Regions from separate parts of the Mus musculus genome. Here regions 2, 3, 4, 5, 6 and 7 are each linked to region 1. A link is a contact called in public promoter capture Hi-C data. All regions are on one chromosome and are shown on one strand. Each heading gives the region's core, a stretch centred on a gene start, on an enhancer-like site or on the middle of the called end of the contact. The rest is flanking DNA. Distances are from core to core; before and after follow the strand shown.

Region 1 (4,310 bases), core at 968-3,467:
TTGGCCAAGACTATACAGAAAATCCCTGTCCTGGAAAAAAAAAAAAAAAAAAAAAACAAAGTAACGACAAGAACAACAAAAAACAGCCAAACCCCAATAAATATAGTCAAGCTTTTGCCCAAAAATAAGTTTTTCTCCTTGCTTTATCTCATTTTCTATTTTCTAGGCACCACTGTAGATAAGAAGGCAAAGAGCCCTGAGGAGAGCCCTGGCAGCAGGCAAGCAGCACAGCCAGGCCCACACCCCTCTGCATGCTCAGAGTCACACCTCATTAAGATAGTCCTCCAGGTCAGCCAGTATTCGGATGTAGAATCGGGGGACACCTTCCTTATCCACAATACTCTTGGCTTTCCCATAGGCCTTTCCCAGGAGCTCAAACTCTTCTAGACACTTGGTGACATCTCGAATCTTCATGGCATTACGGATGGTTCGTATGAGGTTGGTCAGCTCCTCAAACCTGGGTAGGAAGTTCAATACCAGATTGGCTGTGTCTGTCTATCATGGAGAAAACAATACCATCACTCCCCCTAACCCCTAACCTACGACAGCCTCACCTCTTGTCCTTGGCGCTTCGGACAACTCTCTTTGTATCCTCCTCATCCTCGCTCAGTAACAAAGGCCTGTATGAAAGGAACAGAGACCATTACCCTTCAGTCTTAGCTAGTGTTATTTCTCTTATCAGATGAGAACCGAGGCATGCATACCATCTTCTTCTCTGATCCTTGTTCTTCATACTCATCTTAAGCAGCTGCAACTCTAAATGAGGTCTCTTGTAAACCCTGACAGTATCTACAAGAATGTCCCCAAGAACAAGTAACAGAAGGCTTATAGACTGTATGAGACAACTGTCTAACAGCACATATGGCTACAAGTACCTAAGAAAGCAGCAGACAAAAGGCCCCCTAACTCTAACAAATGGGAAAAGCTCCAAGGAGCTGGTACCTAGCCAGATTCTAAAAAGAAACATTTCCCAAAATAGGAGAGGCCACTAGTTTTGGTGAATTCTAACACTCTCTTTGATTGTATTTTTTTCAATAATGGGTGAAAGCATTCAGTTAGCAACAGTGTCTCTATTATTTTCTTTCCATGGTATTAACTTTTCCTGACAATTTTTTTTTAATATGGGACAAGTGATAGTTTTTCCACTTTGGACAGTGTTATGCTATCGCAGTCACATGGATATGTCTGGATATTCATCTACAATTCTCTACAAGTCTCTGTGGAGCGCCGGGCGTGGTGGCGCACGCCTTTAATCCCAGCACTCGGGAGGCAGAGGCAGGCGGATTTCTGAGTTCGAGGCCAGCCTGGTCTACAAAGTGAGTGCCAGGACAGCCAGGGCTACACAGAGAAACCCTGTCTTGAAAAACCAAAAAAAAAAAAAAAAAAAAAAAGTCTCTGTGGAGGTAAGTATGTCTTAAAACCCTTCAGGTACACAGCAAAAACAATGTTGTTTTGAGAACTGTTTCAAAGTTCAAAAAGTTTTAATTTACAGAGATCGAGAAAAAGACAGTAAATAAAGATGAACACAGCAGTGTTTAGCATTTGGCACGCAGAGCCAAACGACCGGATTTCAGGGCCAAACTAACCAAGCACTGAGGGTTTCCCTCCATGAGTACAAATCATAACGACTAAGCTTAGTGGGAAGATTTACGATACGGGGAGTTTCCGAAAGCCACAGTCAAGGGGCGGGAAGGGATGCGAGAGATGGAATGTGGGCAGGAGTTACGAGGCTGCAGACTTGGAGGCCTTAAGAGCTGATGCAATACTAAGCAACGGAAAACCTCTCCTCCTCCTCGGTACCGAGGACGCCGAGGGCTCCCCCAGCTCGCTGCGAGAGCTCCTTTCTCAGACGCGCCCAGCCCATGGCTCCGCTCGCCCACCCGAGCCCCCGCAGCCCGCCAAACCCGTCCCCTCCGCGCCCCCAGCTCACTGTTTGCCGTAGTTCCCGGAGACCGGTTTGGTGACGAGCTCCTCCCCGGACAGGGACGACTCCGACTCACTGTCCGAGCCGGTGGTGAAGAATCGCGACATGGCGACGGCGCTGAAGGGCTGAGGCGCTCGCGGCCGGAACCTGAGGAAACCCGCGGCGTCAGGGTTTGGGGGCAACCGCGGCTACCATCTCCCGACCCGGACCCCCGTTCCCGCCTGCACGGCCTCCCCCTTGCCCTCCACGGAGCACGAGGCCCAAGAGACACGAACCAGCTAAGCTGCCGAGTCCCTCTGAGCAGGTGAGACAGGCACGACGCCGGAAGAGGAAAAGGTTGGGGGGGCGTCACTTCCCGGAAGCACCAAAGAATGCGCTAAATAACTACAATTCCCAGTGGCCTTTGCGCTATACACGGCCTGGGACGAATTAGTAGCCGAGGTTCTAAATCTTATCTAAACTAAGACTGACTGGCTGCTCACTAGGACCGCCCGGACTAGGCTGCAAGACTGACAATATAGAATTTAGTAACCGCCCCATGGTGCACGTCTGTAATTCCCTACACTAGAAAGGGTGAAGCAGGAGGATCATGGGTTCAAGGCCAGACTGGGCCAAAAAAAAAGAAAAAAAAAAAAAAAAAAAAAAAAAGCTAAGCTCTGAAGCCTGCGGAGGTGGCTCAACACCTTTAATCCCAGCGCTCAGGAGGCAGAAACAAGTGGATCTCTGAGTTCGAGGCCAGCCTGGTCTCCAGAGCGAGTTCCAGGACAGCCAAGAGAAACTATGTCTCGAAAAAAAAAACAAAAAACAAAAAAAAAAAACAAAAAAACAAAAAGTATTCTGGCCGCCCATCTTAACTTCAGAGTAAGAATCTAAGGGCTGGTGTCAGCTTGATGCCGATGTCCTGCGAGGTTTTGGAGGAGTGTCGTTGTTGTCATTTTGTTTTGTTTTGTTTTGTTTTAGAAAAGGATTTTAAAAATACGGAACGCTTTACAAATTTGTGTGACATCTTTGTGCAGGGGCCATACTAATCTTACCTTATCTTTCCAATTTTAATATATATGCTTCAGAAGAGAGCATGGTTTCTCAGGTTTAAGCAAACTTCATAGATCTTGAGTGTTGGAATCCTGTCTTTACCGTTTTCTTAGGCAAACTTTCTAACTTCTAATCTCTCTCTGCTCTTCTCCCTGTGCTACAAACAAAGGGGAATAATAGCACTTGTTCATTTGATATTAGGAAAATAAAATGAGAACATATGATGTGTGTGGGACAGTACCTTGTGCAGAATGAGCATATACTAGCTAGCCACTGGACCCACGAGGTGTTTCAGATGAAAAAGCACTTGTCACCAAGCGTAAGAACTTGAGTTAGTTCCCTATGGCCACAGAATAGAAAAAACAACTCCTGATAGTTGTCTTCTGACCACCTCCCCTGACTACCACCCTACCACCTCCCACCTCCCCCAATTCCTAGTGGCCTTTGCAACATACAAGGCCTAGATTTTTGTAGTACTGGGTATGGAACCCAGGGTCTAGATCCATACTAGGCAAGCATTTCACCAACTGATGTCTGGGGTGCCCAAAAATAAACAGTGAAGTATAATTCTAGCAAAATGGCACTGTTGGGTGGGTTTTATATAAAGACGGCCTTGAGGTCAGAGGCCTGAGGCTTCACCTTAGCCTGCTAGCCTGCTGGCAGTGTATGCATGTCTGTGTGCCTACCTCAGCGTGGCCCCAGTGCCAGTCTCTTGTGTATGCATGTTGCCTGCCAGAGTTCAGCTTCCAGGATTAGGTCCGTTTTTGTTGCTATGAAGAAACCATGCAAAAGCAAAGCAACGTATAGAAGAAAGACCTCACTGGGGATTACAGTTTCAGAGGATGAGTCCATGATCAACCGGGCAGGGACATGACAGCAGCCATGGCGCCAGAGCAGAAGCTGAGAGATGACACAGAAAGAGGCAGAGGGGGAGAGACACACAGAGAGAACTGGGAAGAGTGTGGGATCCAGACATACACCTCCTCCAAGGCCACACCTATTTTTTTCTGTTTTCTTTTTTTCCAAGACAGGGTTTCTCTTTATAACCTCAGCTGTCCTAGTGGAATTTGCCTCATAACCAGGTTAGCTTTGAGCTCTGAAAACCTCCAACTTCTCCCTCTGGAGTGCTGGGGTTAAAGGCATGCACCATCAAGCCTGGCAAGGTCACACCTCTAAATCCTTCACACATGTGATTATGTTGTGAACTCTACACACAACAACAGTTTTAAATGTCCGATATCTTTACTAATAGAGGAAATGCAAATCAAAACCAGAAGGAGATGCCACACTCACTATGGCTATACCAAGACAAAACCAAACCAACCCCCCCTACACACACACATACACACACACA
Region 2 (4,310 bases), core at 951-3,450, 950 kb after region 1:
GATGTTTGCCAGCTGCCTTGTTGGTCCCAGAAACTAAAGTCAGGTCCTCTAGCCTGAGCCAGCCAGTACTTTTTTTTTTTTTTTTTTTTTTTTCCGAGACAGGGTTTCTCTGTATAGCTCTGGCTATCCTGGAACTCACTTTGTAGACCAGGCTGGCCTCGAACTCAGAAATCCACCTGCCTCTGCCTACCAAGTACTGGGATTAAAGGTGTGCACCACTACGCCTGGCTCAGCCAGTACTCTTAACTGCTGAGTCATCTTTCTTCCACTACCTTCTTTCTTTCTTTTGGTGGGGTGAGGAGGGGACATACAGGGACAAGTGGAGGGGTGGGGACGGGACATAAAAAGATAGGGTCTCACTATGTAAACCAGCCTGGACTTGAATTCAGAGATTTTCCCTGCTAATGCCTGCTGGGTGCAGGAATGAGAGGTGCCACCACATCTGGCCCCATCACTATCTTTATTAATCTTTCTAGATATTATAAGTCTGAAAAGGCAAAATGTAAAACAATTATAAATTGCCAAAGTGTAAGCAAAAGTGTGAAACAATTCATACTATGGTATCATTTAGATATAGGGGACTCAACACTGATTACTTCTGGGTAGAATTCTCTAGGCAGGGTACTGGGAACATTTAGGAATTTTTTTTTTTTTTGCAGATAATCCTTTTACTGATAATTCATACTACATTTATTTTTACAAAAGCAAATATTTATTACCTCTGTAATTTTAGAATTTATTTTTATAAGTGTTTGCCTGAATGTATGTCTATGTATTAGAAGGTTTCAATTCCCTTAAGACTAAAGTTAGAAACTGTTAAAAGCTTCCATGTGGGTGCTGAGAATCAAACCCTGTGTTCTCTAGAAGAGCAGCCAGTGCTCTTAACCACTTAAAACATCTCTCCAGCTCTGCCTCTGTAAATTATTTAAACACACACACACACCTTTAAAGTACTAAAGTGAAAAAAAGCAACACATAGTTACTATAAGATTATATGCATATCCTTTTTTTTAGACAGGATAATCTTGAACTTTAGAATATTAGTGTGTGTGTGCTCTGTGTGGTTGTTTGTATTGACTTATGCAACAGCACAGGTTGGCCTCAACCAGTAAATTGGGATTGTGCATTTATGCTACCATACCTAGCTGTAAAGAATCTTTCTTCCAGTCTCTATTCAACTTCCATTTCCCCTCAATAGCTTCTCCTCTGTCCATCGCTGATTTATTTTTATCCTGTTTTCTTAATTATTAGTTATGTTTTGGGGCAGGGTCTTGTTATGTAACCAATGGCTCAAAATCTTCCTTGGAACCGTTGTAGATAATAAATGCATCCTTAAAATCGGAAGGGAGTATCAGATTCTCTAAGAGATTTTTTCCCCCCTAGACACAGGAATTTTTCTCTGTAGCTTTGGTTGTCCTAGAGCTAGCTTCATAGACCAGGATGGCTCTGAAGTCAGAGATTCGTCAGCCTCTATTGGGATTAAAAGCCATGAGCCACCACCACCCAGCCTTTTTTTCCTTAAGGATTTTTATTTGACTTGAATGGGAGTTTTACTTGCGTGTATGTCTGTGCACCGTGTTTGTGTATTGCTCTCTGAGGCCAGAAGAGGGTGTCGGATTCCTTGGAACTGGAATAACTGTTAGGAGCTTCTTTAGTGTGGAGATAGAATGTCCTCTCAAAGTGGAAGCAGCCAATATTCTTAATCACTGAGCTATGTTCTCAACCTCTCAAAATAGTTCTTAAATGTAAAAGACTGCAAACCTATGGTACTTGTATTTGAGAGTTCTTGGGAAAACCGGTGTTACAAAGTCAACCGCAGCTGGTAGTGGTGGTGCATACGTTCATTCCAGGCAGACGCAGGAGCAACTTTGTAAGTTTAAGGTTAGCTTGATCTACATAGCGAGTCCATGTCAGCCAAGGCTACATTGTTAGACCTCACCTTTCAAAAACAAAAAGTAACTGCTGTAGGAATCAGTAGGTCTAAGCTCTTCTACTCATTTGTTTCATTTCACTGGGTGATATGTAAGAACAAAAACTCCGAAATCCAAAGGGTGGTCCCAGTGGGCAGCTGCAATGCAGCACGAGTTTCAGACCTATTGAAGCGTGCTGGGCCAGCATGGAGCCTCGGAGCGAACTACAACTCCCACCTTGCTTTGCGCCGCACAGTCCTACGCTAGCACGCGAGCCTACCCGCCCCTTCAGCCTCCAGTTACTGTGTATCGCGAGAAGACGGGCCGCTCTGGCGGTAGCGATAACGAGCCTTGGTGGTGGTGGTAGTGGTGGTGCTAGTGGCGGTGGCGGCCGAGACGGCGGCGGCCATTTTGGTGAGGCCTCGGGAGCAGCGGAGGCGGCGGCGGGGTCGCTGGGAGTAGCGTCTCCTTTTTCTTCAACTCACCAAGCACCTCTTCGCGGCGTGACTGGAAGCGGTGGGAGCATCGGGGTGGCTCGTGTTACGGCCCTTAGGGGAATTTAAAGTGGTGAAGGCGGCGACCAAGAGGGGGCCCTCCCCCCTCCTCGGCGGGAGGGGGGGTGGTGAGCACGCCCCCGAGGACGCAGGTAAGGAGAGGGAGACAAGATGGCGGAGGCCCCACACTTTCCCCTCCCCTGACGGGTGCCTGCGCGCGCATCTGCGAGCGCCGCTTCCCACCTTCCCGGGGTGCTGCGCGCGCACCGCCCGGCGGGGCCCCGGGGCTGGCGAGCGAGGTTGCCTGCGCGCGCTCCCGGAGCCGGGGGTGGGGGGGAGGGCGTCGGGCCGAGCGGCACCTGGTGTCAGAGCGGCGCCTCGCCCCCCTCCTGCCCTTCTGCGCACGCGTGCGCGAACGAGCAGCCCTCGAGAGGACGGACCCAGGTGCGCTTCTGCCCGCCCACCAACCTGCCTCCCCTCGGGGGCGCGGACGAGGGAAAGGGGTGCACGGGACGAGTAGTCCGGGCGCGCGCCCACCATAAGCCATTTAGGAGCCCGAGACTTGGCGCACGAACCCTTCCTTCCCGAGCTCTTTGCGGTCTGTGGATGTGGGGGCGCCGACGGACGCGGACATCTGAGTCCTGTGACCCGGTCTATGGGATCGGGTTCTGGCGGGAATCCCCCCCTCCTCCCCTCCCCAATCTGGCCGTGCGCGCCGCCGGCTCACCCCGCCTCCGGGCCGCGCACGCGCCGGCGCCTCCCCCAGCCGGTCGAGCACGTTGGGTGGGGTGGGCGACCGCGAGGGGGCGGGGCCGCCGTCTGAGGAGTCAAAACTTGGCAGAGGTCAAGGGTCATGCTGGGTCAGTCCACTGCGGGGGGGGTGGGGGGGTATTGGGAGGTCATAAAGAAGGCTGGAGTCCATAGTTGGGGCCTCATGGTTTTGGATTACCTCCAATCCTTGGAATTTCTGAAGGGTGAATCAAGGCAGCACAACACCTAGATAAGGAATTAACTAGGCAAATGCTTCCGGATCTTGAATACTTTATTAACCCTGCTTGTTTCCGGCTGTTAGGGCTCCTTGGCGCCTTCCTCACTTAAGTCTGCTTATAAAGCTCTTTCTTGCCGGGCGGTTGGTGGCGCACGCCTTTAGTCCCAGCACTTGGGAGGCAGAGGCAGGCAGATTTCTGAGTTTGAGGACAGCCTGGTCTACAAAGTGAGTTCCAGGACAGCCAGGGCTACACAGAGAAACCCTGTCTCCAAAAACGAAAAGCGTTTTCTTTAAAGTTCTTTGGCCGTTCCACCTCGCTCTTTCTGTATTCAAATAGCCCTCCTTTACTTTATAACTATTTGCTTTTTGTTTTGGGGAACTCCGCCCTCATTTCTGTTAAGTCCTCATTGAAAAGACAAGGAAGCTGTCAGGCATCCAGGAGGCGTTGTTAACTTCTAGATGAGAAGTTTCTGTCCTTCAGTTGTCTGTCAGAGCTTTAAGTACTTTTAGCTTTTAAAACGTTTTGTTGTCTTCTTCTCTGCTCTTACCCAGCCAGAATGTACAACCCTGTGAGATTCTCCGTACAAAACACTTTGTGCTTTGTTGCCACAACATGTATATACACCACATCCATGCTTGGTGTCCAGACAGGCCAGAAGAATAATCTGGGCCACTGGAGCTGGAGCTATTGTGAGCTGCTATATAGGTGCTTGGGACAAAACCCAGGACCTCTGCAGGAGCAATGAATACTCTTAAATCCCTGAAGCATTTCTCCACCCCCACCCCCAAGGCTGAGCCTTGCCCAATTTACTACAGCCTTGCCTAGTTTACTGTATGACTTTCTGAAGCATGAGCTTTCCCTGTTACTGTTCTGTGAAGTGACTTCGGATGTATTTTAAAGTCCAATAAAGCTGGTGT
Region 3 (4,310 bases), core at 949-3,448, 910 kb after region 1:
TTGATCCTTGCCCTTTCAGTCAGGAGACAGCCACTGTTGGGCTGCTAGAACCACAGCCTCTAAGCCACTCTAATAAATCCCATATATGTATATTCATTGTAACCGTTCTATTCCTTTAGAGAACCCTAACTAATACAACACACAAGTAAACATACCTCTTTCTTTGTCTGGTTTTCCAGACTGGGTTTGTGTAGCCTATGCTGTCCTAGAACTATGTAGACTAGGATGGCTTTGAACTCAGAGATCCACCTGTCTCTGTTTCCTGAGTGCTGGGGTAAAAGGTTTGTCCCACCACCACTTGGCAATAAACATACATATTTGTTGTTTTGCTTGTTTGTTTTTTTTGTTTTGTTTTGTTTTGTTTTTCCAGTCATGGTTTATCAGTTTAACAGCCTTGGTTATTCTGGAACTAAGTCTGTAGACCAGGCTGGCCTCACGCTCACAAAGATCTGAAAAACATACTTTTTTTAAAAGTAATTTTTTTTTTCTTTAAAAAGATCAATCAAGCTAGGCAGTGGTGGTGCATGCCTTTGGTCCCAGCACTTGGGAGGCAGAGGCAGGTGGATTTCTGAGTTTGAGGCCAGCCTGGTCTACAGAGTTAGTTCCAGGACAGCCAGGGCTACACAGAGAAACCCTGTCTCCAAAACCAAACAAAAACAAAAAGATCAATTGAGGAAGACACCTAACAATGGTTTCTGACCTCCACATACCAACACACACACTGAGACACAGAACAGCTAATTCTTGGGGAGTTAGGAGCTTTGGTTAGGTGGTAAAGGCGCATTCATAGTGCAAGATGCCAGTAAATGACCACTTCTTCCCCACCAGTAGTCCAGCTCCTAACAAAAGGTCCTTTGGAGCAGGCTCTCCAGCATTAGGATCGACTGCTTATCTCTTATTCCAAAAGACTACCTGACACCCTGCAGAGGACAGGCTCCTCTTCCAAGAGTTACTTCTGCCAGCCCAGAACAGGAAGGACAATGAACCGGCTCCACCAAGCAACCCCAGGTTGGTTATATTAGTCGCCTTCTGAGTGGCCTGCAGACACTACCTAGGAAGAAAGGAGGGGGGGGGGGGAGGAGAGAGAGAAATGCTAGTGAATGAAGCTCACCGCACCCAGCCTTCTCCCCACTTAGGCTGTTCCTGGTCTCTCCAGAAACTGAATTGGAAGCTAGAGGCCACATCAGGCCTACTCTTTAACTTGGGATCTTCAGGTTTTCCGTCCCGCCGTCCCGACTTCCGGAACTTCAATCCTAAGGAACTTAAACCTAAGAAAATGGGAAATTCCCAAATCCTTAACATTTAATCGATATTCACCGGCGTTAAGAACAAGAAAAATTACGTTAGGTGGAGAAACTTTAGCTTTCCTACACTTGTCCAAATATAACAAGAAACGTGATATAGTAGTTGGTCGCTGACCAGCCTTTGAAAAATGACGCTTTTCGGTCGACTAGTGCTAAAATCAGACTGCCCTCAATTAAAATGGCGGTGCAGGCACAATTGAGCTTCTTTGCCCCTACGTATTATGGCGGGCAGGAGATTTCACGCAGTTTCTCCTAACCCCGGAAGACCGGAACCGGCAATTGGGCGGTGCTTAAGACACACAGAAGAAGGCCTCTGACGGTTGGACAGCGCTGCATAAGGCAGGCTTTAAAGAAGCCGGAGGTGGGAGCTGTTTGAAACCCGGATCCTTGGAAAGCTGCGGTGAGAGGCGTAGGGGAGGGGTGGGAGTGGGGGGGACCGGGCTGGAGAGAGGGCCGGGAGGCGGGGGGAGAAGAAAACGTTTGAGCCAACTGGTCCGGGGCGCCCGAGAACGCGGGGCGGGGATCCAAGTAGGGCGGGGGCTTGGGGTGGGATGTTACCGGTGGGCTGGACCTTCTGGGATTGGAGTGAATGGTCTACCGGTTGGTTTGACAGTTTATAACCCAGAATCCGGACTGAGTTCAGTGATGAGTTTAGGCCTCCCCCAAGGGGAACTTCGTTAAGCTGAAGCTCTCAGTGGGAGGAGGCAAGTTGCGCGGCTTCTGATTGGAAGAACCGCGCAGTAGGATTCTTTCCACAGAGATCCAATTTAGGCGATCTGGTAGGAGGGAGGGCTGTTACTAAGTGGAGTAATTCTTTTGGAGCTCTTGCTTGGTGGGGCGAGGACCACAGAGGAATCTAGCGGAAACGGAAGCCTCTCGGGACCGGGATCCCACCGGATCCCAGAGAACCTCAGGGAGGCATCTAACAGGGACAAAGGTCCCAGGAGGCTCGAGCGGTGGGAGAGCTGTAACCTCCGCAATCCAGTCTCGCGGCAGGTGCCAGGCAGGGCCCGAGTGATCAAGGCGGCTGCAGCGGGAAGACCCGGCTCCGAGAGGCCGGCCGGGGGCGCCCTTTGGAGGAAGGGCCTGTGCCCTACCGGGAGCCGCAGGCGGACTATGAAGGGCGGAGTCCCGGGGGAGGAACTGGCCCTCATTCCCCACTCCCCCGCTCCCCAATTTACCCCAGGCCTCAGCCTGGGATACCCCAGGGACTCCCCGGAACCGCCGCTTCCCCCATGGACTTGCCTGGGAACTCCAGGTGAGAGCGTACCCCGCCCGCCTGACTTGAGCTCGGGAGACGGGGATGCTGACGGCTGCACCCGACTACAACAGAGGCAACAACAGGTTCAGGCAACTGTCTTCTACTTTCACCCTCCAGCCCTTTTACACAGCCAAGCCTGTGCCGTCAGCCTCTATCTCGAGCATCATGGGAAGCCAGGAGCCCGAAAAGACCGAGGCTGCAGCCTTTGGGGACCCCTTCATCCCTAGAAAAGGCCTCTCGGAGGGTCCTTGCCGTGGTGTTGGAAGATGTCATGACTACAAACAGGGTGAGCCCTTTAAGTGAAAGACCACTCCCTCTTCCCTATCCTCCATCCCCGCCCTGGCTTAGTACTAAAGTCAGACCAGTTCCACTAAGCCAGCCTTCAAAGCAGCCTCCATAATGCAAGACCATATGGTTTTGGGTAATTCATGTGCCTGTCCAGTCACCCACTCACCCAACCACATCCTACTAAGTATGAAAAACTCTTCTGACTGCCCTGTTATCGCTATCCTTTGCTACTTGGTGGGTTCTTCCATCCTCCCAACCCCCTAACACTAGTTAAGAAAGAAAAAGAATAGAGAGGAAAGAGATCTCCGAATAAAGGCAAGGGAGGGAATGGGGCGATGGTAGGCTACTTTCTGCTGATTAGGGGTGTCGAGTTCCTTGGGGCAGGTTTGATCTTCGCCATCAGGATATCTACTTTCTTCTTGTGAATAATAACAAACATCCAATCAATAACCAACCCATTCCTTGGGGGCCTTAACATGAAAAGTCCCCAGAATTCCAAAAGTCATACAATTGCAGAACCTGTCTGTAGCTGGCAAAATTATGCCCCTGCTGGAGGCAAATCTTAGTAAGTTGCTATGGACAATCTAAAGCAGTCCCATATCCCACACCTGGGAGTAAAACAAAAACATGATATTTTCGTGCTTTTTAAAAAAGAAACCAAAGCCGGGCAGTGGTGGTGCAAGCCTTTAATCCCAGCACTTGGGAGGCAGAGGCAGGCAGATCTCTGAGTTCGAGGCCAGCCTGGTCTACAGAGTGAGTTCCAGGACAGCCAGAGCTACACAGAGAATCCCTGTCTCAGAAAACAAACAAACAACCCCCCCCCAAAAAAAAAACCCAAAAAAAGAAAGAAAGAAAAAAAAAACCCAAAAATCCAAAATTGTCACTTCTCTGTTCTCTTGTTCGGAAGCATGCTGGTAGTGTCTTTGGCCACAAGGCAGACATGAGAAAAATGGTACTGTCTTTTACCATTTTTCTATTTCTCTAGAACCTGGGTAAGAAGAAGAGATTACATCATTTCACGCCTGTAGTTCCTGACTAATAATATCTCACCCCTAATTTAGACCAAATCACCTCTTTTAGGGATTTTCGTGGAGTCCAGCTGAAAATCTCTTTCACCTCTGTGGCTAAGGACACAGTGAGACACAGAAGACCCTGTCCAGTCACTCTATTTCTCTGGGTTTTGTTTTGTCTTACTGAGACAGCGTCTCACCTTTTAGACCAGGCTGGCCTGGAACTCTGAGCAGTCTTCTGTGTTAGCCTCACAAATGCTGGGATTATAGGCATAAACCCAGTTTTGCTTGCATCTTACAGCCCTTCCTCTTGTAGGTCCCCCTGACACACAAAGAGGACACTCCCAGCCCACTGACTCACAACCATCATCAGGATCCTGTCTGCACACAGTCACCTGCTTTACCATCCCAACAGGTCAAGTGGTCCATGCAAGCCAGGTAAGTGTG
Region 4 (4,310 bases), core at 459-2,958, 880 kb after region 1:
GCCTGTGGTACATCCTTTTCTTTTTTTTTTTGGTTTTTCGAGACAGGGTTTCTCTGTATAGCCCTGGCTGTCCTGGAACTCACTTTGTAGACCAGGCTGGCCTTGAACTCAGAAATCCACCTGCCTCTGCCTCCTGAGTGCTGGGATTAAAGGTGTGTGCCACCATGCCCAGCGTGGTACATTTTCTTAATTAGTGATTGATTAAGGTTGACATGGGAGGGCCCAGCCCACTGTGGGTGGTGCTATCCCTAGGCAGATGTTCCTGAGTGTGTAAGAAAGTAGGAGAGCAAGCAGGAGGCAGCCTTCCTTGTGGCTTTCTGCTTCAGTTCCTGCCTTGATGTTCCTGCCCTGCCCTGCTTTGATGATGGATGTTTACATGAAAATATCAATGAAATAAACCCTCTTCTCCCCAAGCCACTTTTGTTCATGGTGTTTATCACAGCATAGAAACCTCTGACCAAGACAACTCCCAAATATGCAGCTGTTGGTCTAGGAGCACTTTGAGAGAGTTGTAAAAAAAAAAAACAAAAAAACCTTGGACTGTATTTCATCCAGTAGTTCACAAGCCTAGATGAACATTCCAATCAATGGGGCTTTTTCTTTTTTAAAGTCAAGAGTGAACCAGGGGCTAGAGAGAGATGTCTCAGTGGTTAAGGACTCTTTCTAGTCTTCCCAGGACCGATGGGAATTGGAGAAGTTCAATGGAAGCTAAGTCCCGGATCCTGGAAAGCAGTAGTTATCTTTTTCAAAGCTCAGTAATTCACTTATGTCAATGAAGTACCGTTTGTAGTTCGTATGCCCACAGTACAAGCAACCTGGTTAACTCTCATCAGACGACAAATTTAGATTGGGTCGACAGTTTAGGGCATTACTCAGGAAGGCAGTATGGTTTTCGTGGGTATTTTTCACTCACTTCTCTGGAATGTTACCCATCTCCGGTACTCCTGCGGATCTAGGGCTGCTGGTTCCCAGTCATCGGTATTTCGTTCCAACCAGGAGATGAGAGCTGGTTTGGGACCTGCGCATCCTGGGGAAGGAGAACCAGTCAGAGAGCTGGCCCGAAGAAAGGATGCTAAAAAATAAACGCCAACCCCTAACAAGCCGATCGCAGGTCAGGACCCTAGGCTCCCTGCCCCCACTCTACCCCGCCCTCAAGCTCCATCATCCCTTAGGCCCCGCGTAAGCAGATTGGGCCGGGCCTCACCGAGCGCGCCCAGGAGGCCGTAGGTCTCGCGCATCACATCCCGGTACAGAGTCCTCTGAGCGGGCTGCAGACACCCCCACTCCTCCGAGGAGAAGTACACGGCCACGTCCACGAACTTCAAGGCCCTTGGCCTCCTGCCCCTTTTCCGAGTAGGTCCAGCCTCTCCGACTGCCCGCAGGAGAAGCGGAGCCGAAGGTGGCGCCATCGGACCTGCTCCCCGGCCTTGCCACGGGGACCCGGAGACCTAGAAGCTCCGTCGGGAAGGCCCGGAGGAAATCTGAATCGGCTGCCTGAGGGGCCGGGCGGCCCGACACAGACCGTTATTCAGGGAACTCCCGCTGGAACTTGGGTGAGAGGCACCGGAAGATGCCTTCGGGGAAGATGGCGGCGCTGCTCCTGCACCACCGCTGCCTAGAACACAGGCAGGTTCCAGCTATCGATTTTATTGACCCGAACGCCATGCCGACTTCTTAACCTCCTTGCCCTAAAGTGTAATGGCGCTGCGAGATGGCTTCTTGCCTACTTTCCTCCTATCTATTGCATTCGTTTATTGGTTGGTAGCTGAAGATCGGGCGTTCTGATTGGTCATCAATGAAGGCGGCCCATTTGAATGAAGCCAACGGATTCTTAAGGGCAAGAAGGTGGATCCTGTGTCTCTAAGCCGGTTGTGAGAAGTCTTATGAATGGGAGGCTTTTCTTGTGTTCTCCAACGCTTGTTTGCCCTACTTGGAGAAGACGTTTCTACAGGTCTTCCAAAGGGAAAGTCACACAGTGACAACATGGATTTTTGAACAGCTACATCCTACGATCATAAAGGTGTCACAGCCAGGAATTCTGAAAAGTACTAGATGAGAAGGGAGCGGTGGTAAGGATCTGGTGCACAAAAGGCGCGTCTGGTAAAATTGAATGACTAGAATGGTAAGTTGACTGGTCTTGTACCTTGGGCAGCTCCTAAGTAGTCTATAGAAGTGAATGGCCTACCTGAGTACCAAGGAAGTTCGCTTGTTTAGAGGTGAGACCAATAGCTTTGGGCTTACCCTTTCTTTGTACAGTGGAATGCACATTTAGGCTACCAGGGGGAACAAAAGACAGATGGCTAGTTGATCCTTTCATTTATAATGAAGCAGGGAAATCACCCCTGTACCGTTGCTTTCCGAAATAGTGCAGCTGTGTCAACGTGTGTCAGGAGTGCATGGGCAACATAGACCCTGTTTTTAAATGAAGAGTGTATAGCCCAGTGGCAGGCATTTGCCTAGCATGCATGGGGCCCAAAGTTCTATAAAAGTATTTTTAAAATAGATACCCAGGACTGGGTATGAAGCCGAACCTATTGCTCCTTTCTGAATAATTATCAGGTAAGGAAGACTGCACAGAGGGTAAATAGGATTCGCACATCTAGAGGCCACACAGAGAGGCTGTGCCTTCGCTGCTGAGAGCCAGCCAAGCACCTGGACTATTCGAGTAGATGGTGTCTGAAACTTTATGTCTAGAGTCCTGGACTCCCCCCTCCATAGAGAACTACAACAAAAATCATAAGACAGCCGGGTGCAGTGGCACGCACCATTAATTCCCAGCACTTGGGAGGAAAAGGCAGGTAGATCTCTTGAGTTTGAGGACATCCTGGTCTACAAAGTGAGTTCCAGGCTATCCGGGGCTATCTCAAAACCAGCCTGCCTCAAAAAACAAATGAACAATAAAACCCCCACAAATCTGGATCAGCTTCCTCAAAATCTGTTACTAGACATAGGAATGAAATCCAAACATGGAATGTCTTCTTTGTGGCTCTAGCAACTCTTATGTTGGGCAAAACGCTTTAAGACTAATTTCTCCCCAGCTGGAGAAGTGGCTCAGTGGTTAAGAGCACTTGTTCTGGGGCTGGAGAGATGACTCAGCAGTTATGAGCACTGATTGCTCTTCCAAAGGTCCTGAGTTCAAATCCCAGCAACCATATGGTGGCTCACAACCATCTGTGATGAGATCAGATGCCCTCTTCTGGTGTGTCTGAAAACAGCTACAGTGTACTTACATAAAATAAATAAATAAGAAAAAAGAGCACTTGTTCTTACAGAGGACCCAGATTCTGTTTCTAGCACTCACATGGTGGCTAACAATCATCTGTAACTGTATTCCAAGAAATCTGCCACTGTGTCTTCCAGCAGCAGCAGGTACACATGTGGTACACAGATATACAGTCACACAAAACACCCATATTCATGAAGTAAATATTTTTTAAAAGATTCAGTCCATGGTTCATGCTCAGTGACTGCCAGCACCCAGAAATGCAACCTTAAATGTTAACACACTTTGATTTCACAGACTGCCTAAGGGATCACTTCACCATAAACCCAGACTAGGACAAGCAATATCAGTCCTAGAGAGAAGTAGAAAAACTACTTATTAATGAAAACAATAATTGCCTCCTCTTCTTTTTCAGATAGGGCCTCATGTTGTCCAGGCTAGCCTCAACACTATGTAGCTAAGGATGACCAAGAGCTTCTGGTCCTCCTACCTCTTAACTCCTGCATGCTCAATTATAAGTATGCACAGCATACCCAGTTTTATTTGGTGCTGGGATGAAACCCAGGACATTATGCAAACTAGGTGTCTTAAAGTTTCTATTGCTATGATGAAACACCATGACCAAAAAGCAAGTTGGAGAGGAAAAGGTTTATTTGGCTTACACTTCTATATCATTGTTCATCACTGAAGGAAGTCAGGACAGGAACTCAAGCAGGGCTGGAATCTGGAGGCAGGAGCTGATCCAGAGACCAGGAAGGGTTGCTACTTGCTGGCTTGCTCTCCATGGCTTGCTCAGCCTGCTTTCTTACAGAACCCCGGACTACCAGCCCAGGGATGGTATCACACTCAATGAGCTGAACCCCCCCCCCCCCCCATCAATCACTGATCATAGCCCACCTTAACAAATCTGTGCAATCTAGTTTCGGACTGTCCTTTTCTGACTGACATGTTCTTCACTGATGCACCTCAGCATGCTAACACAAGTCCTATCACTAAGCCACGTAGCCAGGACTCACTGAATACAGTTCTGATGACTCCTACAACCACTCTCCAACAGGGGACTTCCTAGTTCCTACAGGTCTTGTCA
Region 5 (4,310 bases), core at 1,046-3,545, 860 kb after region 1:
CAGGATCTCTGCGAGTCCTAAAGCCAGCCTGGTCTACAGAGCAAATTCCAAAACAGCCAAGAATACGTAGAGAAATCTATCTCAAAAAAACAAAAACCAAACCAAACCAAACCAAATTAAAAAGCCCCATTTGTCCCGCCAGGGAAGTAGCTGTAATCCCTGCATTTGGAAAAGGTGAGGCTGGAAGATAGCCATAAGTTTGAGGCCAGCATGGCCTACATAGTGAGATCCTGTCTCAAAAACAGGATAGTAGGGTGTGATCGTTGCTCACCTTTAACCCTAGCACTTCAGAGGAAAGGCAGGTAGGTTTCTGTGGGTTTGGAGACAACCCGGTCTAAATGCTGAGTTCCAGGCCAGCCAGAGCTACCTGTCTTAAAAATGAAAACAATCAACACAACAAAAATAAAACAAACCCGGGGCTGGGATGGCTCAGTGGTTAGGAGCACTTGCTGTCCTTCCACAGGGCCTGAGTTTACTTCCCCAAACCCACATGGGGCAGCTTACAACCACTGTAACTTCAGCATCAGGGACGCTCATGACTCCGGTCTCCCTGGGCAGCTGCACTTATGGAGACCCATACACTGACACAGAATGAAAAATAATAAAGATAAATCTTAGGAAAAAAGTTTCAGTAAAACCTAACACGTCTGCACTGACCACTCTAGCTGTTACCCAGGCAGCACCAAAGCATAGCCCGGTGGCTAACACGGAGTTGTTGAAAGTCAGTTAAAATCCCCTTCCTCCTGTGTCAAATGGGAAAAAGTAACGGTCCCCTGACTTCCAGGATTGTTGGATTAAATACATACATGCTTATTGGTCACTTAGTAAATGCTCAATAAACAGTATTTACTGGTGTATTTTGTAGTTGGTTTTGGTGCAGCGGTTCTTTGATAGATGAGGCACCATATTTGCTTCAGGGTTCTTCCACTCAGGGTAGAGATGGGAGACGAGCCAAGCTGTCATTATCCAGGCAGACACTTTTCTTGTGTACCACTTTGCCTTGTTCAAGAACTATGATAGGCAGACAAGTTCTATTTTTAGGGGCATTTTAGGGATTTTTGGAGGGTAGGGGTGGTGAGCTGAGACAAGGTCTCACAGTATGTTGTCTCAATTGGCCTCAAATCCCCCTGCCTCTGTCCCCCCGGGGTACTGAGATTAAAGGTGTGTGCCACAATGACCAGCCTTAGTTAGTTTTAAAAAGGGGAAATGAGTGTTATTTTAACAAACATCTGGAAACATAAACATTCTTTGAGTTCTAGATTCTCCTACTCTGTTTTTTTTTTTAAGATGTATTTATTTGTTTTTATATACATTGGTGTTTTGCCTACATTTGGTTCTGTGTGAGGGTGTCAGGTCCCCTGGAACTGGAGTTACAGACAGCTGTAAGCTGCCGTGTGGGTGCTGGGAATTGAACGCTGGTACTTAGGAAGAACAGTAGGTGCTCTTGACTCATGGGCCATCTCTCCAGCCCCCCTACTGTTTTTAATAGGACAGCTCTCCTGAATTTCCAAAACTCTGGAGTAGATAGGCTTTCTTTTCTTTAGTATCTGAACATGTAGGCTCTAATCTGTAGGGATGCTGGAATGGGGAATCTGAAAGAAAGGTTTACTAGAGAAGAAACCCCCGGACAAACAAGGTTTCAGGAGGACTTGGGACAATCCCTCACCTCTCGGAGCTCCTCCCAGGCTTTCCCCCTCCTCAGGATCCTGGGCGGCGGGGCTCCAAGCCTCACTCCCCTGTTCCATCCAAGAGATGAGGGCTGGTTTGGGGCCCGGGAACCCTGAGAGAGAACAGGGGTCACAGTGCTGGCCTGAGAGGCTGGCCGGGGCAGATAGCATCCCACTAGGGTGAGGGCACCTCCTCGGAACTTATGCACACATTAACCTGGACAGGGTTTGCGATGCTCTTGCCTGAATGGAGACTCCCGAGGAAGCCCTGAGAATGGAAGGTGACTGATGCTGCTGGTGGAAAAGTGCGGGATGAGGGCTCATAATCCACTTGATCGGTCTACTGCAACTCCCCGGTGAACCCCCAGGAGGATGGGGGCGGGGCTCTGACTCGGGGCCTCACCGAGCGCGCCCAGGAGGCCGTAGGTCTCGCGCATCACCTCCCGATACAGGGTTCTCTGCGCGGGCCGCAGACACCCCCACTCCTGCGGGGAGAAGTACACGGCCACGTCCGCGAAGCTCACAAGCTCAGGCTTCCTGAAACCGGGCCAGATCTCCCCAGGCATCGGAACCAGCAGTGAGGCCGGGGGTGGCGCCATCGGGGATCCTGCCCAGGCAGCGGCTTGGCTGCCCTAGCCTTCCGCTTCCGGCCTCCGCAACCGCGGGAAACCACGCCCTTGGCACGCCCCTTGGTCACAGTTGCTAGCAACGCGTGCGGAACGAACGCGGCAGCCTTACTGGCCGCAAGGGAATGCAGAGCAATAGTGTTTACTCCACAGCTGCTCACACAAAGACACGAAGGTGTGAAGGGAACCGAAAGATGTCTTCAGAAAACATGGAGACCGCCTAGCTTCAGTTGTCATTGACGGCACTGAGGTGCCCTTTCTGCAGCTTAACAAACTTCGGACTTCCACTGCCCGCGGCGCCCCATTTGCCCTTAAATACAATGACCGCTTCAGGAATGTTGGTGTTCGTTTCTATGTGTAGGAAAGAGAGACCTTCAAAAAATACCCGCTACCTGCTGCCTCATGGACCTCTGTGCGCAATTACAACGGCTGATGATTGGCTGTAACGGCAAGGAGCAGCAGTGTTGCAATTGGCTTCGGAATGGCGGGACATCTGAAACTGTTCTGAGGACCTGGGCATCCCTGGTGCCTGAGATAGTGTCTCCCCAGTCTCCCAGTGTGCGTCCTGCTGATGTAACTGGAATCTGATGGTTAGCCTCTAGAACCTGGCAAAGCCTGAGTATTGCATTTCAGAAACTCAGTTCGTGTCTTCAGAGAAGTTGACAGAATACTTGAACCGGTGGTTCTGCTCGCTTAGTCTGTATATTTAAGTTACAGGCTAAGGGGTGTGCTTAGTGTGTTTCTGCTCGGATGAAAGCATATTCTGGGACGTGGAAGCCCAGGAACCACACAGCCCAGAGGTGGGACAGTCTCCTAAGGGAAGGGTATTCTGAGACATGGGGGCTCAGGAACCACAAGCTGGAGGGTCCAATGTGTGGAGGGATGAATCCAGAGAAAGCTGCCCTCTGCTCCTTGGAGCAGACAATAGGGAAGTGAACAGAGGGCAGACCTTATATAGGACTTCTTAGGGGGTAGAGCTTTTCAGGGCAGAGAGTAAAGATTGGTGGGATTTCAAATCCTGATCTTGGGGAGCTCAGGGCTTGGTGTTTTTTTTTGTTTTGTTTTGTTTTGTTTTGTTTTTCCCTGTTCAAGTGTTGGTGGGTTTTCATGCTCAGAGAGAAGTGGGGTTTTGTTGTTGTTGTTGTTGTTGTTGTTTTTCCTACTCAGGGATTGGTGGCTTTTTTCCACCACCCCCTTTTCCTGCATTGGGCCCATGGCTACAGATGGCTTTGATTGAGGTAGCATCTCTGTGGAGCTGTGTGGGGAGGCTAGAGAGGGGGTGGACAGCTCCTGCAGTGGTGTTCAATTCACCAAGGCTGTAGGCTGAGGCAGGAAAGGTGTCACCCACCGCTCCTGTGGGACAACTCCTGCTGAGATGGGAAAAGAGATGTGCCACCGTGGACAGCTTCCATGAAGGCTGCAGGCTGAGAAGGTAGAGAGGTGTGGCCTTTCTGACATGAGCCACCATTTTGACAGCTCCTGTCGGATCATTTTACAGCAGCCGTAGGGTGGAGGGAGAAGGAGGGGTCAGCCACAGCTTTGACGGATTTTGAGGTTGGAACTGGAATGAGAGAAAGTTTTAAATTGCATTGTAATTTTTTGCCAAGTTTATTAATATGTAGGTGGAGCCAGCAGTGGAGGGCTTGTGTAAGCCCAGCACTCAGAAGACCCAGGTGGGAAGAGTTGTAGGCCAGTCTGGGTTACAGAATGAGGCTGGGTCAGAAAGAAAATATATTAATTTAACCCCATTTTTTAGAAAAAAATAAATAAATTGAGTTTTAGCATATATGTAGCATATCTATATCTATCTATAGATATAGATGGGTTTTTTCTTTGTTCTCTTTATTCATTGCTTTGTGTGAGTTCTTTATGGGTTCTTCTGTCTCCTTACAATATCTTCTCTATGTGACTTCACACAGCTTCTCCTGGCTCATCTGTCACCAACTGTCTTCTCACTCTGCTAGCCCAATTTACCTTCACTCCACTCAATCTCTTCTCTACCCCTACTCTGAAGAGA
Region 6 (4,310 bases), core at 1,006-3,505, 810 kb after region 1:
CCTGTATGGATGCGCATGTGGCGCCGAAGATATTTGGAATCCGCAAAGGCACTGCCACAGTGAGTGCAAGAAAAGGGGGTCACACCGCTGTGTACCACTCGCTGGTGCTCATGGAGCCTAGAGCGCTGGCTGAAGCAGCGTCCACAATCAGCACAACAGTAAGGCTTCTCCCCAGTGTGGACACGGAGATGGCTGGTGAGTGAAGAGCGCTGTGTAAAAGTCTTGCCACAGTGAGAGCAGCGATGAGGCCGCTCCTCGAGGTGTATGGCCCGGTGCCTGCTCAGGGAAGATGGCCGACCAAAGGACTTGCAGCAATCAGGGCAATTGAATGACTTTTCGCCTGTGTGAGAGTACATGTGCTCCACCAATGCGCACCGCTGGGTAAAACCCTTCCCACAGTCAGGACACTGGTGTGGCCGTTCCCCTCGGTGTATGGCTCGGTGCATGCTCAGGGAGGAATACCTGCCGAAGCATTTGTTGCAGTCTGGGCACTGAAACGGCTTTTCACCTGTGTGAGAGTACATGTGTGCCACCAAAGTGCACCGCTGGGTAAAACCCTTCCCACAGTCAGGACATTGGTGCGGCCGTTCCCCTCGGTGTATGGCTCGGTGAGTGCTCAGGGAAGAATACCGGCCAAATCGTTTGTTGCAGTCTGGGCACTGAAACGGCTTTTCACCTGTGTGAGTGTACATGTGTGCCTCCAACGTGGACCGCCGGGCAAAACTCTTCCCACACAAATGGCACCCGTGACGCTTGTCTGCCCTTAGGACCGTGGCTTGAATTCCACTAGCGGAGACAGCAAATGAGAGTTGTGGCTCCTTCTGCCCAGGTTCTGGAGAAAATGTCTTCTGCATTGCTTCAGTCTCTTCTCTTGGTCTCTTCCTTTCCTTCTCGTGCCTGCAATCTGCTGGGAGACCATGAAAAAAGCTCAGACTCTGACTTCTACTGCCCCTTAATTTCCACAGCCCCACAAGGGGACAGACTGGACACAGGAGTGGAGATGTCACAGCATCTGAGCATGTGCAGTGTGCAGATGTCCAAATGCAGCATAAAGAAAGGGGTCTGGGCCTCGGCTTGGTGGCGCACACCTTTAATCCCAGCACTTGGGAGGCAGAGGCAGGCAGATTTCTGAGTTCGAGGCCAGCCTGGTCTACAGAGTGAGTTCCAGGACAGCCAGGGCTACACAGAGAAACCCTCTAAAAAAATAAAAAATAAAAAATAAAGGAAAAGAATTGAAAAGAAAAGAAAGGTGTCTGTGTGGTCCCAATTCCCAAGTGCAGTAAGCTAAGCACTTCTCAGAGGTGGAAAGCAAGAGCTAAAGGAGACTCCAGAAGGCAGCCACAGTGATGGCAGCAGAGGAGTGGGAACGAGGGGCTACAACCCGTACAGCCTAGTGGCCCTGTATATACGAGGTGAGAGCACTGGACAGAACAATCACAGCCCCTTTCTAGATGAATCCAGGGGCCAGCCATCATGGCTTTGGCCAAGAAACAAAAACAGGGAAGAAACTGCCAGGCAGTAAGTGCAGTCACTAGAAGACACCACACAGGCTGGCAACACAGAAGTTTCCCCAGGCAAGTACCCAGTCCTTCACCTGAGTGGACTTCTGTCCTGCACATGGCCACCTCTGGATCCTGGGCACCGGGTCCCCACACTTCGGACTCTTCCTCCACCCAGCTGATGAGCGCTGGTTTGGCGCATCCGACGTCTGTAGGGAAAGATAGCAAACCCACTAGTCAGGAGGACGACCCAGTTGGTTCCGACCGCCCGTGCCCAGGTCTCTCTGCTGCCACGCAGGACCCACGGTGTCACAGGCATCGCGACCACGGCGGCCAGGAAGGTTCTCACCGAGATAGGTCAGGAGACCGTAGGTCTCGCGCATCACCTCTCGGTACAGGGCTCTCTGCGCCGGCCGCAGATACCTCCACTCCTCCGGGGAGAAGTACACGGCCACGTCCGCGAAGCTCACAGTCCCAGGTTTACAGAACACAGGCGGTACCGAGGCCCTTCCCGGGGCCATCACCTGCGCCATGTAGACTCCCCGCACAGTCCCTGGGTCAGCCCCGCACTCCTGGGATTGCCTGCCCAGTCCAACGTGTCCGTTTTCGGGTACCAGGGCTGAAAAAGGACAGGAACCAGGTCCGTGTGCACCTTAACGTAGGGAAAAAGTGAAAACTGATAGGAGCACAGCGGAGATTTCCGGAAGACCGAGTAAAAATGTGGACTTGGGCGCGGCGTCTCAAAACTACGCTCCCTAGCGGTCCTGCCCAGGGTTGTATCACGTGACTTCCTGCACCAATGACATCAAGCCCTCAACCAAAATGGCCACAGAGTCTACAAGTGCCAGTCTGAGAACAAGTCCCAGGCTGGCAGGCCAACATGACACACCCTGCCTGTGAGCACCACAAACAGGGAGGGTTTTATGGTCTCAGGAGAACCACACCCCTCTCACAGTCAGCTAGGTGGAAGCGGCCTGTGAATAGATGTTTAGTATTTTATTTGTGGTCAGTGTTCATCTTGGAGCTAGAAGCAAGCCTGTGGAGGGAGGGCTGTTAATAAGCTTTTTTTTTTTTTTTTTAAATTAATTTCAACGAGTACTGTAGCTGTCTTCAGACACACCAGGAGATGGTTGTGAGGCATCAAGTGGTTGCTGGGATTTGAACTCAGAACCTTTAGGATGAGCAGTCTGTGCTCTTAGCTGCTGAGCCATCTCTCCAGCCCTGTTAATGAGCTATCAAATGAAGCAGGCCTCCAATTGGGGTGGTTCCACCAGCTTGGTCTACAAATCTCAAACTAGTTGAGGAATACTGACTGCTCCTGATACAGATCAGAGATCACAGAGCTGATCTTTGATCAGCCAGGACACCTGGGACATTCCAGACCATCTAATCTTCTAAAAGGTTAGATGTACACCTGCCCAACTGGATTTCTCTGCCTCACTCATAGGAGGGAGTTAAGATATCTGGGCCATTTGTGAGAGTCCCGGGAGGAATGAGGTCCAACTCACAGTAAGGATTTAAGTCTGACTCATTGTTATTTTAATATAAAAATACCTACTTACAAAAGGGATATTATCCTATTTGTCATCATTCAGAGCTGTTTGTACTTTATAAAAAAAGACAAAGAAACCAGGGATATGTTGGTGGAGGCACAGTGTGGGGTAGGTGAATGGGGTACCTCTGTGAGCTCATGCTCAGGCATCCATTCCTCCAGAGGGACCAGCTCACAATGGTACAGTATAGAATAGAGTTCATTTAAGGCATGGGGAGGAGAGTTGACTGCTTAATAGAGACAGAGGCAGGGAGACAGAGAGAGAGGGAGAGAAGGGGGAAGGATAGAGGGATTGAGAGAGAAAGAGAGAGAGACAGAGAAAGAGAGGGAGTAGAACACATATAGAGGGGGGAGGGGAATGGGGAGAGAAGGGACAGAGCAGAAGAGGGTTAGAGAGCAAGAGAGCAAAAGGAGGGAGCAAGCAGACCCTTTTATAATGAGTCATGGCTGTTGGCAGGAAACGAGGGCAGAGCCTAGAAGAAATGTTAACATTCCCCCATTTTGGTTTAATTAAAAAAAGGGAAATTTTCAAAGTGGTGATGGTGAAGCAGGAGTAGGGTTGTCATGATGTCTGACTATCATGATGTCTGACTACTTCCTGCTGACTTTGGGGTGACATGTGTCTGGGAACCCTAAGAAAATGGGTATGGGGAAGTCGGTCCAGTCTTAGCAGAGTTGGCTGTTTCCTTGCTGTCCAGGGTCTGTGGAACCATCTATGGAGAGAGAGGATGGAGCAGGTCCAATAGGTGCATCTGTGCCTGTGAAAGAAGATGGGAGCACCGGTGGGTTGCTTCTCTGGAGCTGTCCTGGATGTAGTAAATGGCTGGACTTGACAAGATGCTGAAACACACAGACACACACACAACAGGTAGAGATGAAAGTTAAATAAATTTGGCAGAGAAACATCTTTTCTTAGGAAATTTCTTGAGGAAATGCCTCCATGAGATCCAGCATAATAAGACATAATTGACAATAATATTTCTCAATTATTGATCAAGGTGGAAGTGCCCATTGTGGGCGGTGGCATCCCTGGGCTGATAGATCTGGGTTCTGTAAGAAAGCAAGCTGAGCAAGCCAGTAAGCAGCACCCCTCCAAGGCTTCTATATCAGCTCCTGCCTCCAAGTTCCTTCCCTGTGTGAGCTCCTGTCCTGATTCCCTTTGGTGATGAACAGCAGTTTAGAAGTATAAGCTGAATCAACCTTTCCTCACCCACTTGCTTCTTGGGCATGATGTGTTGTGCAGGAATAGAAACCCTGAC
Region 7 (4,310 bases), core at 1,042-3,541, 670 kb after region 1:
GACTAAGGGATACTGAGGCCAAATTTGATTGCAAAAGCCAATACGTTTGGAGTCCTTCAGTTCAGATGCCAGGTAAAGAGGGGTCGGGTGTTCTGCAAGAAGCATCCCAAAGGGAGCCAGGAGGTACAAAAAGCTATTCCCATGGGTGAGGAAGAGGAAGAGGTCCTAGGCCTGAAGATCAGTGTCACCAGGATCCAGGGAAGGCTGAACTGGAAGGCACAGCTGAATGTGGGACAAGGGTTAAAACCCTGAGGAGACTGGTACCAGGGCCTTTGAGGGAACCCAAAAGGCAGAAACAGAGCTCAGAAATAAAGCCTAACCCAAAGGGATAGGGTCCAAAGCCCGGTGGGAACTTCTGCCTCCAAGAACACCAGAGATCTGGTGAAGCATTTACACCAACCAAGGGGGAGCATTTATCAAGCCATCAGTGGGCCAGGTGGGTCTGTTGCAGGTAGAACTGGTGGGTAGGGTCCCAGAGTGGCTTTAACCCCCAAAAGGGGAAAGCAGGCACCAGGATATTCATGTTAGGGCGGGTTTGTATCGAAAGTTGACCTTGGTGGCTGGGGCCAAGGAATTTGCAGAGAACACACCACACAATTGACCTATAATAATGCAATAAATGTTAAGAGATTTATTGGGGGGGCACAAAAGGCTGATTCAGAGCAGGAGAGAGAGAGAGAGAGAGAGAGAGAGAGAGAGAGAGAGAGAGAGAGAGAACGAACCATTGATGGCATGGGCTTTATAAAGGGTATGGCAGCTGGTGATGATATAGCTGCTGGGGCTGGATTGCTGAAGGCAGGTGAGGGCACACCTGGTTCTGGAATGTGGGCAGCTCCTAACACATGTCCCACCTGTGACCTCAACTACAAATAGTACCATACAGAATGTTCCAGAAAACAGCAACCACGTCCTTGTTCCAAAAAGTTACAGCCATCTTGCAAGCCTACATTTGTCTCAAAAGATCACTGTAACCACCTGTTGTTATGAACGCCTTGTAACTGTTCTGCTCTGTAACTCCACCTATTTGCCTGCCAAATCCCCAGTTTGGACCCCCCCAACCCCCTCGAGCTATAAAACCCTTATTTTTCCCTAGTTCAATACTGACCTTTGAATCCATCTTAGGGGCAGGCATCTCGTGTAGAAGAGTAACAAAGCTTGCTTTAATTGGGCATGATAATTTGGGTCAGTGGTCTTTCTCCTCCCTGCTTTGGGATTAACAGGACCAACCAATTTTTTTTTTTAAGTTAGTTAGAATTTTTAAAATTTGGGGGGCACATTGCACCAGTGCATGTGGAGGTCACAGGACAACGTGCACTCTCCTTTCCACCACACAGGTTCCCTGGAGAGAACTCAGGTTGTCAAGCTTGCGGACAATCCCCTTTTCCCACTGAGGCATGCCACTGGCCCAGTTCTCCACGCCTTGTATGATTTTTTTTAAAAAAACTGACCGCACTCTAGCCGGGCGTGGTGGCGCACGCCTTTAATCCCAGCACTCGGGAGGCAGAGGCAGGTGGATTTCTGAGTTTGAGGCCAGCCTGGTCTACAAAGTGAGTTCCAGGACAGCCAGGGCTATACAGAGAAACCCGGTCTCGAAAAAACAAAACAAAAAACCCCACAAAAACTGACCGCACTCAAGGGACAGACGATGCATGGTTTAACTTTATCTCTAACTTCTGCTTTATTGACAAATCTAATATAATACAAATAACATTATGTACTGCTAAAACATAACGAATTAATAAAAACCCCGTTAGCACTCGCTTTAGTGGCAGGACGGAAGCCTCTGGGTACTCACCTCTATAAAGGAAAACCTGCCTACAACATAAGATGCCGGGGTTATGCTTCTAGGGCCTGGATCCTTTGGAACGTGACTCCAGCAAGATGGAGGCAGGGTTTATTCTTCAGTCCCTCCCTGGGCTTGGCCTTTGCAAAGCCTTTCTTTGTTTTTCTACCTTTGTCTCCGCCTGTCGTCCTTTGTTCTGTCTCCCGCCCGTTTCTCTCCAGGCTCTCCGCCTCTTAGGGCCCCTGATTCCATTAGGGTGACTTGACGGTTCTTATCTGTTTCTACATCTCTTTGTCTCTGGTACCCAGTCTCTAGGTCCTGTCCCCGAGCATCGTCTCTCGCCGACAGTGCCCCGACTCGTGACTCTCAGGCTAGAACTTGGCAGGCTCCAGCTCGACCTGCCTGCCCCGGCCCAGCCCCCACTCCGAGCTGGGCTTTGTTTCCCCCGCCTCGGCGCCCCGCCCCGCCCGCCGGCTCTCTGTTTCCCTTTGTCTGCCACTCCATTCCTGGGCTCCTTCCTGGTTGTCCCGCGCGGGCAGTCCGGCTCCGCCGTGCCAGCTGTCCATCCGAGGAGGCACGCCGCTAGCGCCGCAGGGCACGGCTAGAACTGGTCCACGCCGCCGCCGCCGCCGCCGAGCCCGCGGCTCCTCCGGGTCCTAGAGCAGCTCGCCGAGGCCCGTGCTTCCGCTTCCCGTCCCGCCCAGCGGCGCCCGGGACGTGGGCCGAGCCCCCTCCTGGCGTGGCGTGGAGCCCGTACCCGTGCGGCTGGCTGCTGGGTTCCTGTTGTACCGAGGGGAACGGGGCGGCAGGTGCCCTCGGACTCACCGGGGCCGCGTCCCGGTCGTGGGCCGACGGTGCAGCGCGCTGCACAGCCCTGGGGCGCCGAGCTTCGCGGTACAGAGGACTTGAAAGCGGCTGAGAGCCATCGGTACAGGTGAGGGCGGCGGTCCGCATCGCACAGGAAGGTAATGGATGCTTGGGGACCCAGGGCCCAGGAAAGTCGGACGTGGGCGAAGGGGCAGCAAAATCCGAAGGGAAGAAGCCAACACCTACTGTGTGCCAGGCCGTGAGGGGCATCCTCCCTAACGCTCTCCCCTCCCCCTTCACTCAGCCCTACTGCAGGCCTCCAGGCTCAATTGTAATCTCTGGTGCTCTTTCTCTGCATGCGTTCTGCTGTAAATCCAGCTCTAATACTGGCTGCCTTCTCAAAACCTTCCCTGGCTTTCTTATTTTTATTAATTTAAAAGCTCTAGTGTTAAGTACAGACCTTGCGTGCTCAGAGTAGTCTCAGTATCCTTTTCCAAATAACCGCGTTCCTTTCCGTTGTTTTTGCTGCAGAGTAATGCCGGTCCTTGACTTATCTCTTGCCTCTTGTGGCAGCAGGTTTATTCCGAACCCGCAGTTACAATCATTGCTACTTTGTTTTTTCTCTCCTACACCCCATATCTGTTTATCTGTAGGGAAGTAAGTTTATACAAGATCGTAGAAGTTACCAGGATAGAGCCAATGGAGTGGAGAATTCAGATCCAGTCTGGGCAGTACAGTAAGACAGTCTCAAAAACTGGAGGAAAAAAAAGAAAAAAAAAAAACCCACAGAAATTCGATCAAAAGACCATATACTAGGTTTTCTAAATTGAAATACTGTAATATAACACAGGCTTGAGTAGATAGTTAGAAACTCGGCCCAGGGTAGGGTTTCCTCCAAGTAGGAAACACTTCTCTCAAACCCGATGGCATTCAGTGCTGGGATGATTTATGGGACCGCAGAGAGGGGCTTGGAAAGTTTTCTACTAACTTTCTTTCTTTCTTTTTTTTGGGGGGGGGGGTTCCTGTGTAGCCCTGGCTATCCTGGAACTCACTCTGTAGACTAGGCTGTCCTCGAACTCAGAAATCCCCCTGCCTCTGCCTCCCAAGTGCTGGGATTAAAGGCTTGCACCACCACACCGGGCTTCTACTAACTTTCATGTGGTGGTGGCACATGCCTTTAATCCTAGCACTCAGAAGTCAGAGGAATGATAGAGACACCTCCGTGAGTTTCAGGTCATCCTGGTCTAAAGAGTGCGCTCCAAGACAGACTCACTGCACAAAGAAACCCTGCTTTGAAAACAAAAGAAAGAAAAAAAATTGCTTTAATTCTCTTTGTTTCCATGGGGGTAAACCAAAGAGACTAATATTACCAATAGGATTGTGAAAGTCTTGTATTGTTAGAAGGCCCCTGTATTGTTTAGTTTAGTGATCATTGATTAAATGCATAGCAAGCAGGGGTAATGGTGCACTTACTATCCCAGGACTTGGGAGGCTAAGAACACTTTGTTTTGAGACAAGTTGTTACTTATGTAGCTGACCTTGAAGTCAGATCCACTTGCCTCTGCCTTCCCAGCTTGTGTTTAAAAGCATGTGCCACCATGCCCATCAGGGCTGAAAGTTCAAGGCCAGCCTGGGCAAGTTATCAAAACCCCTGTCTCAGCTAAGGATTGCGGCACAGTAGTACTTATAATTAGTGAGAGGCAGATAATTAGTGCTCCCT

The links. Promoter capture Hi-C pulls out the DNA fragments that hold promoters and counts their contacts. Capture Hi-C pulls out chosen DNA fragments and counts their contacts.
Region 2: a promoter capture Hi-C map of liver shows a contact between it and region 1, with 6 times the contacts expected there. The contact joins the promoter of Srcap here to the promoter of Eif3c in region 1. A contact is called at or near these places in 4 of 39 promoter capture datasets (hippocampal neurons, liver and pre-B cells) and 2 of 9 other capture datasets (adipose tissue and liver).
Region 3: a contact with region 1 is called in a promoter capture Hi-C map of liver, with 4 times the contacts expected there. The contact joins the promoter of Prr14 here to the promoter of Eif3c in region 1. A contact is called at or near these places in 3 of 39 promoter capture datasets (the C10 cell line, liver and pre-B cells), 2 of 115 datasets of contacts at active chromatin or transcription factors (double positive thymocytes and memory CD8 T cells) and 4 of 9 other capture datasets (adipose tissue, liver, macrophages and 1 more).
Region 4: a contact with region 1 is called in a promoter capture Hi-C map of adipose tissue. The contact joins the promoter of Zfp689 here to the promoter of Eif3c in region 1. A contact is called at or near these places in 1 of 39 promoter capture datasets (liver) and 2 of 9 other capture datasets (adipose tissue and liver).
Region 5: a contact with region 1 is called in a promoter capture Hi-C map of liver, with 2.9 times the contacts expected there. The contact joins the promoter of Zfp688 here to the promoter of Eif3c in region 1. A contact is called at or near these places in 2 of 39 promoter capture datasets (liver and pre-B cells) and 2 of 9 other capture datasets (adipose tissue and liver).
Region 6: a promoter capture Hi-C map of pre-B cells shows a contact between it and region 1, with 3 times the contacts expected there. The contact joins the promoter of Zfp747 here to the promoter of Eif3c in region 1. A contact is called at or near these places in 2 of 39 promoter capture datasets (hippocampal neurons and pre-B cells) and 1 of 9 other capture datasets (pancreatic islet).
Region 7: a contact with region 1 is called in a promoter capture Hi-C map of liver, with 5 times the contacts expected there. The contact joins the promoter of Zfp553 here to the promoter of Eif3c in region 1. A contact is called at or near these places in 3 of 39 promoter capture datasets (hippocampal neurons, liver and pre-B cells) and 2 of 9 other capture datasets (liver and macrophages).

The regions. Positions count from the first base shown.
Region 1 is chr7:126,564,149-126,568,458 of GRCm38.p6, forward strand. It overlaps Eif3c (eukaryotic translation initiation factor 3, subunit C), which reads right to left and starts at 2,218. Exons shown (of 21, transcript NM_146200.1): 1 at 2,200-2,218; 2 at 1,931-2,071; 3 at 555-620; 4 at 268-457. The coding sequence starts at 2,031. Gm25579 (a small nuclear RNA gene) reads right to left here and starts at 3,001; the gene lies at 2,896-3,001.
Region 2 is chr7:127,509,783-127,514,092 of GRCm38.p6, forward strand. It overlaps Srcap (Snf2-related CREBBP activator protein), which reads left to right and starts at 2,201. Exons shown (of 34, transcript NM_001304266.1): 1 at 2,201-2,556. It overlaps 1700008J07Rik (RIKEN cDNA 1700008J07 gene), which reads right to left and starts at 3,087. Exons shown (of 1, transcript NR_024331.1): 1 at 656-3,087.
Region 3 is chr7:127,469,416-127,473,725 of GRCm38.p6, forward strand. Prr14 (proline rich 14) reads left to right here and starts at 2,199. Exons shown (of 11, transcript NM_145589.2): 1 at 2,199-2,562; 2 at 2,683-2,851; 3 at 4,180-4,301. The coding sequence starts at 2,540.
Region 4 is chr7:127,447,450-127,451,759 of GRCm38.p6, forward strand. It overlaps Zfp689 (zinc finger protein 689), which reads right to left and starts at 1,709. Exons shown (of 3, transcript NM_175163.3): 1 at 1,205-1,709; 2 at 914-1,027. The coding sequence starts at 1,409. It overlaps B130055M24Rik (a long non-coding RNA gene), which reads left to right and starts at 941. Exons shown (of 2, transcript XR_869949.3): 1 at 941-2,122.
Region 5 is chr7:127,419,739-127,424,048 of GRCm38.p6, forward strand. It overlaps Zfp688 (zinc finger protein 688), which reads right to left and starts at 2,296. Exons shown (of 3, transcript NM_026999.4): 1 at 2,071-2,296; 2 at 1,667-1,780. The coding sequence starts at 2,266.
Region 6 is chr7:127,373,795-127,378,104 of GRCm38.p6, forward strand. Zfp747 (zinc finger protein 747) reads right to left here and starts at 2,256. Exons shown (of 3, transcript NM_175560.3): 1 at 1,849-2,256; 2 at 1,595-1,708; 3 at 1-904. The coding sequence starts at 2,032.
Region 7 is chr7:127,230,770-127,235,079 of GRCm38.p6, forward strand. It overlaps Zfp553 (zinc finger protein 553), which reads left to right and starts at 2,292. Exons shown (of 2, transcript NM_146201.2): 1 at 2,292-2,717. Gm4532 (predicted gene 4532) reads right to left here and starts at 2,361. Exons shown (of 1, transcript NR_030674.1): 1 at 1,649-2,361. It also overlaps a transcript of Septin1 not described here.